Linked DNA regions of Rattus norvegicus: region 2 is linked to region 1. The links are chromatin contacts, called in public Hi-C maps. All regions are on one chromosome and are shown on one strand. Each heading gives the region's core, a stretch centred on a gene start, on an enhancer-like site or on the middle of the called end of the contact. The rest is flanking DNA. Distances are from core to core; before and after follow the strand shown. Region 1 has its middle 23 kb from the start of Mbtps2. Region 2 overlaps Sms (spermine synthase).

Evidence for each region. A called contact is a pair of places that touch in the nucleus more often than the background predicts.
Region 2: a Hi-C map of the A7r5 cell line shows a contact between it and region 1, with 2.0 times the contacts expected there. The contact joins two enhancer-like sites. A contact is called at or near these places in 4 of 12 Hi-C or Micro-C datasets (the A7r5 cell line, the Rat2 cell line, Schwann cells and 1 more).

The regions. Positions count from the first base shown.
Region 1 is chrX:41,200,678-41,205,999 of GRCr8, forward strand. No RefSeq gene overlaps it. Among named protein-coding and RNA genes, the nearest start is that of Mbtps2, 23 kb to the right of the region's middle. Within about 2 kb of position 3,749, at least 1 of the 93 cell types and tissues checked has an H3K27ac peak or open chromatin away from gene starts, as enhancers often do. A contact at or near this core is called in the A7r5 cell line, where this site is marked.
Region 2 is chrX:41,342,788-41,347,921 of GRCr8, forward strand. All of the region lies in intron 1 of Sms (spermine synthase), which reads left to right. Among named protein-coding and RNA genes, the nearest start is that of Sms, 13 kb to the left of the region's middle. Within about 2 kb of position 3,609, at least 10 of the 93 cell types and tissues checked have an H3K27ac peak or open chromatin away from gene starts, as enhancers often do. A contact at or near this core is called in the A7r5 cell line, where this site is marked.

The sequences.
Region 1 (5,322 bases), core at 2,499-4,998:
ATTTCTCCCTATTAGCTAAAAGTGCTGGGAATTCCTAGAGAGCCATCTGGGCTTACATTCATTTAAAAGAATACTAGGGTAAGGTTGTTAGCAGCATCACTAGTTAAGAGAAAACCCTAGGGGGCTGGAGAGATGGCTCAGCGGTTAAGAGCACCCGACTGCTCTTCCAGAGGTCATGAGTTCAATTCCCAGCAACCACATGGTGGCTCACAACCATCTGTAAAGAGATCCGATGCCCTCTTCTGGTGTATCTGAAGACAGCTACAGTGTACTTATATATAATAAATAAATAAATCTTAAAAAAAAAGAGAGAGAGAGAGAACCCTAGAAAAAAGTAACACTGGGTTGGGATGGGGATGAAAGCATGGTCAGCAGATCATCTTCCCATGAAAATTCCTTCCCCTTCATCATCAGTTTCTAGAGGCACTGGCTTCAAACTGATAGTTTCACCATAAGTTTCCAAAGCTTTCAGACTTCTCCCTTAGATTTTGAAAATGTTGTATAGAGAAGCCACTTTTCATCTGCCAGTTCATTATCTTCTAGTTCTTTTCATCCTGTTACAGACACCAGCATCCACACCCATCCCTTTCTTGCATGGTATTAATTTTAGGTGTCAAATTGATTGAAAATACCAAGAGAACTGGTGAATCATTGTGTATTGGTGTATCTGTAAGGGTTTTTTTTCCAGAGATTTGTAAATGAATGAAGTTGAGATCTGCTTTCAATATAAGTAGATATTGTACAAAAACCTGGGAACCTAGATTCATAACAAAAGAGAATGTGATAGTTTGTAGATGCTGGACCCAGGGAGTGGCACTATTAGAAGTTGTGGCCCTGATGGAGTGTTGGGAACAATGCCCTTGAAGCCCTCCATTGTTGATGTTATTATTATGGTTAGAAGTAAGTATGACTGGTTTCATGGAAAATACCCAGCCAGCTGCAGAAGACTAATTCAAATCTGGTGGTCAAAATGAATAATAATATGATAAAGCTCTGACCTTGCTGAGAAATACATGTGATGACCTGTAACCTTTCTGAAAAACCAACATCCTGCTGACTGGTATAAATTCAGCCTTGGGGAAAAATAAAATTGTCGCCTTGATCAGACTCTTGTCTTGGCGTCCTTCTTCACGTCTCTTGTCCCCCATTCTCTTCCAGGTACCCCCAGCACCCTCGTTAACTGTCCTGCAGGATCTTACACTGGAGTAGGTGTATCACTGTGTCTGTGGGCTTTAAGACCCTCACCCTAGCTGCCTAGAAGCCAGTATTGTATAAGCAGCCTTCAGATCAAGATGTAGAACTCTCAGCTCCTCCTGCACTATGCCTGCCTGGATGCTGCCATGTTTCTGCCTTGATAATAATGAACTGAACCTCTGAACCTGTAAGCCAGCCTCAAAAAAATGTTGGCCTTATAAGAATTGCCTTGGTCATGGTGTCTGCTCACAGCAGTAAAACCCTAAGACAGGAGAAATGTTATCTGTCTCCTTAACCTGGGATACACTCTTTTTCTGCCCTTGGACAACAAAGCTCCATATTCTCTGGCCTTTATATACCAAAATGTATACTAATAGCTTGCCATGCATCCCCTCATGATCAGTTTCTAGAAACTTTGGCCTCAAACTGATAACTTCACCATAAGTTCCAAAGCTTTCAGGCACCCTCAAGCCTAGAGTTTGCAGGAGGCCTACATTGAGAAACAACTCCTTAGCATGTATAATCATAAAAATTATTGACCCTAATAAACCCTGCCATCTATCTATCTATATATCCTATAGATTCTGTCTTCTGAAACACCCTGACTCCTTACTTAGGCTGGGCCCTGTTTATTCTCCTATATCTGGCTATGGAACAACTCCCGATTTTGAGAAATTCACCCTCCAAGTAGGTAACAAAATGTGCAAAGGAGGAGACCCTAAGGCCATTATTACATTCAAGCACCTGTGTTGAAAATTCCATGGCAACTTTTGAAATCATTGAGAAATAAAGGGTGGCAAAGAATGAGGTATATACATTTGGGAAGAGACTAATCATAAATCCACATCCCTGCTCATGACTTTGAAGTATACTTTATAAACTGTCTTCATAACTGCTTTAGCAGCTCAACATACACATGAACACACATACTCTACCCAAAGGGATTTCTGATCTCATTTGAGAAACAACTGATTCCATGTTGCCAACGATAGCTTTAAATCAGACAAGTCAGAGCAAAAGTTTTAAGAAATCTGGCATTATACAAGAAGAAATTCAGAAAATGAAAAATAAGTAAATGTCCTACTCTGTATATGATAACCTACAATGATTGGGGCTTTGTGGGGGAAATGGAAATCATTCTGCTCCTTTAATAGTGATTCCTGTTTTAATGTTTGGACAGGATGGAATTTTCCAGGTTCTTTTGTGCAGTTCATTAAATATGTTATTATGTTGGCTTATGTTTCTCTTTCAATTCAAGAATCTAGCTCCTAGAAAACATTTACATGAAATGAATCCAAATAGTTTAGGCCTCAGAAGCAAATCCACTTTGACTAATTGATGACTAATTTTCTAAATAAAGTAAGGTACTTTTTCCTAAATGAGAATCTAATTGTGAAATCCTGTATCCATAAATCTAGCCAATTACAAGCATCAACATTTTAAGTCTATACAACTTGAATTCAATTTCTTATTTTAAAAAAAGAATAATTTCTCCATCATTCAAATCTGAAATGAGATGCAAGAATTTGAACCTCAGCTGGCAATTACCTTCAGAAGTAAACAAATCCATATGCCGGGACCCTGGAAAAATTTGGGTCCCTTCCATTACTCTTTTCCTCCCAACACTCCACCAGCTACTTCACACAACAACCAATCACTTTCTAATCCTTAATCAATTGGCCTTCTTCTCTGCACTTTACTGGGGACTCAGAACAGCTCCTGTTCTAATGAGATTTTCTTCTTCAAATTCCAGAGAGAAAACATTATTGTTCATATTTTCATGCAGAGCAGCTAGTCAGGTGTGACTGATTGACTCTTTCAGCCTTCAAGCTAGAATTGCATAAATTGACACACTCGAAAAAAAAAGAAAATTAGCATGTAACATCTGGGTCTCTTTTTCACTCAGAAACACATTGATTAACAATTAGTCTTCTGGCTATAAACAAATAACTTGGAGCGCTATAGGCTACAAAGACAGAACCTGCCACTAGCTCTTGGGGGACATGCTGTTTTCCCTTGGCATTTAGTCAGCCGTAAGAGCTGATCATTATTCATGATGTATCCTTTAAATTGCTGCAAACATTAGCAATCAGGTTCTTATTATAGCCACAGGAAACAGTCTCTCTTCAGACTATAAGGGTAATCTGTAGGCTGCCTTCAAATGTAGTTTGTGGACCACAAAAGCCTAACAAAAGAAAGATTTGTATAATGAAAACAAACAGCAGAAAGCAGAGAAGCTTTTGAAAAACGCATGATTTATGCATATATCATGTTTTCATAAGACTTGAAGACATTTCTATAAAGTAGACTTCTCGAAATAAATTTCTTTGAACAGATTATAAAACCAAACTATATTCTTGGATTCCCTCCCCCACCTGTTCATTAAATTAAAAAAAAATGAGTACTCCTATATGCAAGACACTACATTGGGGATGGAGACAAGGCAGTGAAATAGTATCATATTCCCAACCTCAGAAAGATCCATCTAGGGAGAGACAGTCGATTGGACAGGAAAACACAGTGCCTTTGTAACCAGGGCTCTGATGAAATCAAGGGCTGGAATTTCAGCAGAACAGAGAAGGAGCTAAAATGTAACAGCTAATGTCTGTACTGCTGACCAGGCTCCACGGAGACTCTGCAGTGAGGAGCTGCCAAAACAGAGAGGTTGAAAGAGTGAACTAGGACAAGGAAACAGTAGATGTGAAGGCTTGAAGAAGATAGTAAGCACATTGTACTGTTGGAACTCCAAGACAACCTCACCAGAAGGATCGTGTAAGGAGAAGGCAATGAAGACAGACAGTGAGTGCTTGAGATAAAAAACGGATTGCTGGACATGGAGGCATATACCTATAATCCTAGCACACTTAAAGTGGAGGCAGGAGGAGTAGCCTACATAGTAAGTTCAAGACCAGCCTGAACTGTATAGGAAGACTTTCTCAAAAAGAAAATAAAAAGAGAGATTTAAAAAGAAACGAAAAACAAATAGGGGCAGGGGCAGATTGTGAGCAGTTTAGGGCTTGACTATAACATCAAGGAAAAGAAAAGTTGATTGGACTAAAGTATTTTCACATTATATAAAATTTTTGCTCTCTAAGATTTTGATTACCTACAGTCTGTAAAGAGTTGAGTATAGTACAATATTTGGAGAGCCCACACTCACGTGCCTTTTAAAAACTATATTGAATTTGCTTTATGTTATTATGATTACTATATTAATTCTCTTTCTTGATAGTATACCAAATAACTGAGATAAGAGTTATTTTGATATTTTAGGCTGCTTCCATTGTGGCAGGCAGTGGGAGAAACTCAAGGCTGTGGCAGCAGGGGCTGGAGGCTGTTTACTCATATCTAGAAAGACTAAGAAGCACAGAAAAGGAATGCTGGAGTTCAGTTGAAACTCATTTTCCCTTCATATTCATTCCAGGACCCCAGCCTGTGAAATGGGGCTCCTCACATTGAGGGTGGGTCTTCTAGCCTCTATTAATCCTCCACGAAAATGCTCTCACAGATACACCCAAAGATAGGCCTCACTAATGCCCCAGTCATCATGTCCAGCCTTTTAACATTGAGATATAACAACACCGTCATGTACAGAGCTCCTAATCCACAACTGTGCAATCAAGTAACAAAATCAAATTGTGGGGTTTAAGAGGTAGCTCAGTAGTTAGGAGCATATCCTACTCTTGCAGAGTGTTGCAGGATTTTTGATCACACTGAGACCCCTGTGGTGTTGTTTACTGGAAAAACCTGTTCCTAGTTGTGGTGAGGCTCAACCCTAGCATACACCTTTTATCCAAGAGTTTTCTGTTTATTGTAAACAGGACTTAATAAAGTCAACCATAGGTCGAGAGGCAGAGCAAGCAATCAGTTGACAGGAAGTGGACAAAGAAAAAAACAGAGAGTAAGAGGAAGTCAGACACACACACAGGAAGTAGAAGGGATGAACATCGAGTTTGAGGGGGTTTTGAGGTGGCTTGGAGAAGGAAAAGTTACTTTTTCCTTCTGGGACATCTGCTGTGGAGGAAAGCCAACTGGGTGTTTTCACTGCCTCTCTGAGCTAGCAGGCTTTCACCTGAGGATCTGGCTCTGGAACCTTTATTGGCAACATTGAATGTTTCAGATTTTGTT
Region 2 (5,134 bases), core at 2,359-4,858, 140 kb after region 1:
CTTGGCATGTGTAGAATGTATATCAAGACCAGCGGAGCCCTCCAGGAAATCTGTTGTCTTTTACCATGTGGATTCTGGGAACAACTCAAATTATCAAGCTAGGCAGCAGCAAGCGTCTTTTACCCTTACACTAGTGGTTCTCAGCAAGTGGGTCTCCTTCTTTGGTTGTCAAACAAACCTTTCACAGGGATTGCATATTAGATATCCTGCATATCACATAGTAACGTGATTTATAACAGTAGCAAAATATAGTCACGAAGTCTCAACAAAAAAATTTTATGGTTGTAGGGTCACTACAGCATGAGGAACTGCATTAAAGGGTTGTATCATTAGGAAGGTTGAGAAGCACTGCTCTAATAACTCATACCAACTATTTGTCTTACCACAAAATGAATAGCAGGTTTTACCAAAATCTCCATTCGTATTCTTTTTATAAAAAGTTCACTTTTTTTTTTAAAACAAATATGGTTGTTTCCACCTGCATTTTATATCTGTGCAATGTATGCTTGCAGTGCTCTGAGAGGCCAGATGAGGACATTTGATCCCCTGGTTACCAAGCCAGCCCAGTCATTAAATGGGTTCTCCAGGGAGGGAGCAAGGATTAAAAAGAAAAAGACAATTAGGCAACAGGGTAGCACGACCTCAGGCAGTTCTGAAGCTGAAGCGGGCTTATTTTTCTCCAGTCTGCTTTTATACCATTCTAGGTACATGCAAAGAATAAAGTCAGTTCTAGGTCAAGGAACAACAGTATGATAAACAAATAGTCAAGGAACAAACTAGGCAATAAGGAAAGTATTCAGGGTCTTGTCAAGATGATCAAGGTCTTGAGCCTGCTTCTGGGTCCTAGCCCAATATCAAATCCCTGCCCAATTTCTAGATGTGGCCTCAAGAACTCTGCAACTCTGGAACTGAAGTTATAGTTATAGCCTATAGCTGTCACATGGTTACTGGGAACTAAACCCCAGGTCTTATTTCTCCACCCACCCCCAGACTTTTTAAGAATTAAAACAATTTCAAGCATAACACCATAGATGTGCTAATGTGTATGGGAAATAAAAGATCAGAGGTGCTAACCCTAGATAAGGAACTATACATAACTAAGGAATTATGAGAGCAGGAGAAATAGTTTTCCCCAGAGAAGAGCACACCAATTGGTTATCCAGTACCAAATGGTTAGCCCTGAAAGCATCCATACAAATATACAAATAACATCATACAGACTGAGCAGGTTTTACTTTTTAGGGGTGTGTGTCTGTCTGTATGGATGTAATAATAAATAAGGAAAGAAGTCAAGAATTTACAAGAGAGCCATGGACAAGATGGAGGACTTCATGGGAGGGCTTAGGGAAAGGAAGGGGGAGAGGGAAATGGCTTAATTATAATCTCAAAATTTATTTAAAAATAAAAAGTAATTTTTACATTTTTAAGTGTGTGTGTGTGTGTGTGTGTGTGTGTGTGTGTGTGTGTGTGTGTTTCCAAACCAAAGAGACCTTAGAATTGTGTGCTAAATTATATATTTCTTACCTTCTAAGGTAGGTATATTATGGGAAAGTAATAGGAGCTGGGCTCATGTTTCCTTGGAAATGTCCCTTTAACTGTTTCCTGTTGTAATAGAAATGGGACAGCCAGGCAGAGAAATTATCAGCCATTTCTGTTATGTTATAGCTTGTTGTGTTGTGAATTTTAAGAAATAGCCATTGTCGCTGGTACTTCAAAACTTTCCATCTGGCCATTCTTAATTCGTGCTTGCTTAAAAGGTGTCTGGGTGTTATTTCTGTGTTGGTATTGCATGACTGTTAGTCTGATTTCAGTGTGTCTTTTTTTTTTTTTTCTTTCCGAAGTTAATTGTTCTTGGTTGTGTTCTTTATGAACATCAGAAACCATAATACGAAGTAAGCCTGACCTAAAAGTGCTGATCTCATTGTCCTGGTCTGCATTTTATAAGCCATACATCTCCTCTCTGATAAACAGTAGCCTAAAACTGTGGCTACAGGAGCGTCTACAGTGTCAACAGCCCTGTGGTCCCTTCACACTGTCCGAAGAGCTCAGCAGACTGCCATTTACTGTTGCATGAGGAAAAGGGATGGGGTAGAACACTACCTACGCTGTAGGCTCTTTACCTGGTGTCTGTCTGGTGCCAGAACCTAATGGGGATTTGTGTTAGACGGACTTTGTAGGTCTTACCTTCATTCTCTCCAAGTAAACAGGAATAGGAAGGCTCAGCTCATTTCTCTGGGTTTATTATGACTGACCTCTTTTATTAAGTTATGAGTCACATGGTAACAGAAGGAGGCATAGGAATCCCTTGAAGCTAGAATTATATAGTGATGGTAAGTTGCTTGATGTGGGTGCTGGGAACTAAATCCAGGTCATCTGGAAGAGTATCAACAGATGATCTTAAGCACTGGGCTATCTTTCCAGCATAGAATAGGTAGTTAGTCTTCACATGGGCCCACAAGATAACTAAAAACAAGATGAAAGCCTAGCACTGCTGTCTTCATTTTGTGTCCTGGATTTTTTTTTAACTTTAGGTAAGACTCCTGCTTTATTCTGCTAAGGCATGGTAATCACTAAGGAGTATCTGTCTACCTATCCTATCCATGCCCCTTTAAGGCTGTGGAGAGCCACTGATGTAAGCCTGCGGTTACCCTAGATTATTAGAACAATAAGGCCTTGTAGGCCAAGCTTAGCCTGTTGGAATTGCTTGGGTCAAGTGTCTTTGCTCCCATTAAATCTCCAGTTGTAACTTGATATATGGCTTTCTGACTATATGGTAGTTTTCAATAGAATATTCACAGAGTTCTGTGACCATCACGGTGGTCAGTTTTAGAACATTTCCATTGCCTTAGAAAGAAACCAGTTACTTTTTAGCCATCATCCCAGTTCCTCCTTTATCATTCATTCCTCCCAGCCTCTGGTAGCTGCTAATATACTTTCTGTCTTTTGGAGTGAGCCTTTATGACCACTTTATATAAATAGAATGGTATGCTCTGTAGTCCCTTGTATCTGGTTTCTTTCTTTCAGTACGCTTTTGAGATCCATCCATGTTGAATGTAGCATGTATCTGTACTTTGTTTCATTTATGGCTGAAAACAGCCCTCAGTATAGACATAGCATACTTGTTCGTTTATAACTTTGCTTATCCACTAATAACTTGGTGGACATTTGAGTTGTTTCTCTGCTTTTGGCTATTACGAGTCATGTTGCATCAAATATTCATATCTGTCCCTGTTTGGGGTGATTAAGTGTCATGCAGCTGTTGGTGGGGGAGAAGTTTACACACATGCAAGCGAGTTCAGCCCTTGCTGGTTTCCCAGAGAACTCCAGTTCAGTTCCATTTCATGGAGCTTAAATGGCTTGAACCCTCCTGTTGGAGAGCAGTTTTTTTGGTGGTGTGCAATCCCAAGGCTTCATAACCAAAAATATGCTTGTCCAGAATAGAAAGTCACCACCACCACCCCATTTCAGAAGCCAGATGCTGTGTGAATATCAGAGCCGAAAACTGCAGACAAAAAGAAAAGATCCAATTCCTTCCTCTTACAGAGGAGACTTGTAAGACTGCCCATAGGGTGATGACTCAGTTGGCTGAGGATTTCCATGCCTCTGCATGACTAACAGGATTTGTTCACAAGACACAGTTGGAATTTTACACCTTTAGATATTTCTCATGTCATTCAATGTGTCCATGGCTATAGTTTTCCTAAGAGTACTCTCTGAACTTAAAGTTTAGAGCCATACATCAAGTCCCAAATAGCGGAATAGGAATAGGCTCCTCTCCACCATGTGTTAGAATCACCAAATTCCCCAGGGCAGGCATCCAATAGACTCAAATTTGATAAGACCTATTTTGTCCATAAAAGGTAAAGGAGAACCAGGTCTGTAACGTTTCCTGTCTTTATCAGCATCTTGGGTTTTTCGTCATTATGTCTCTTTAGGCTCCAAAGGTCTAGAGCTAACCTGTAGCTTACCCTATGGCAGCTCAAGCAGCTGATCTTTTTTATGGTTCAGGAAGTTAGGTTTTTAAGTAAGATGGGAGTTTGCCTGGGGCAGAGGCTGTCTGGAGGTTTGTTGGAAAAGGTTGGTGGGGGACCATTTTGGAAACATCTTAAAATGGTCAGTGGTATCCCTTACTAGAAATATTTGAGTTCAGAAGTGTTTCAGATTATACCTGAAATGTTTTTTCTTATTTTTTAAATTTACGTATTTGCTAATGGGATACAAGTTTAAGTACAATATTTATATATGGTCCTATAGCTATTTCCTTATTTGTGTTTCATATACAGTTTACATACAGCCTGAATTTAGTAGTATAATTTCATAAAATATTTTGAGAATACTTAAAGTTTGACCTGTCACCTGAGGTCAAATGCTGAAACATCTGCTTGTTAGTGTCATGTCAGTGCTCTAAAACTGTCCCATTTTGGAAGAGTTTGAATATTAGATTTAGAGATTACAGAGCCTCATCCTGCGTAAGGAGAAGACATGTCATGAGCCTGATTGTGACTTCAGATTGGAACTATGTGGAGAGTTGTCCAGGAGGTGGAGTCCAGTAGCACAGATAGGTTTGGCCTTCAGTCATCTGGAGCGAGGGTCAGAGGAGGAGGTTCTTAAAGAGAGTCCTGTAAATGGATGCCTGGTAGAAAATGAGGCAGGGAGAGATGACAGCCCCTTCTCGATTCCCAAGACTATATACATACGTGTGTACATACATGTATGTGTGAAGGCCAGCGGTTACCCTTGTAATTAATATATGTCATTCTTCAGGTTGTGTTCCTTTTTTTTTTTCCTTTCTTTTTGAGACAGTCTGTCACTGGCCTGGGGCTCATGTTAGGCTGATTGGCTGGTGAGCCCCAATTATCTTCCTAGCTCTACCTTTACCCCCAGCACTGTGATTTTAAGTGTGTTCCTCCATGCCTAACTTTTATTTTTAAACATTGGTTCTGGGGACTGTACTCATTTTTTTTTTTTTTGGTTCTTTTTTTTCGGAGCTGGGGACCGAACCCAGGGCCTTGCGCTTCCTAGGTAAGCGCTCTACCACTGAGCTAAATCCCCAGCTCCAACTGTACTCATTCTTGTATAGCAGGCAACTATATAACTGAGTTCTCTCCCTAGCCTGACACTGACATATAAGCAT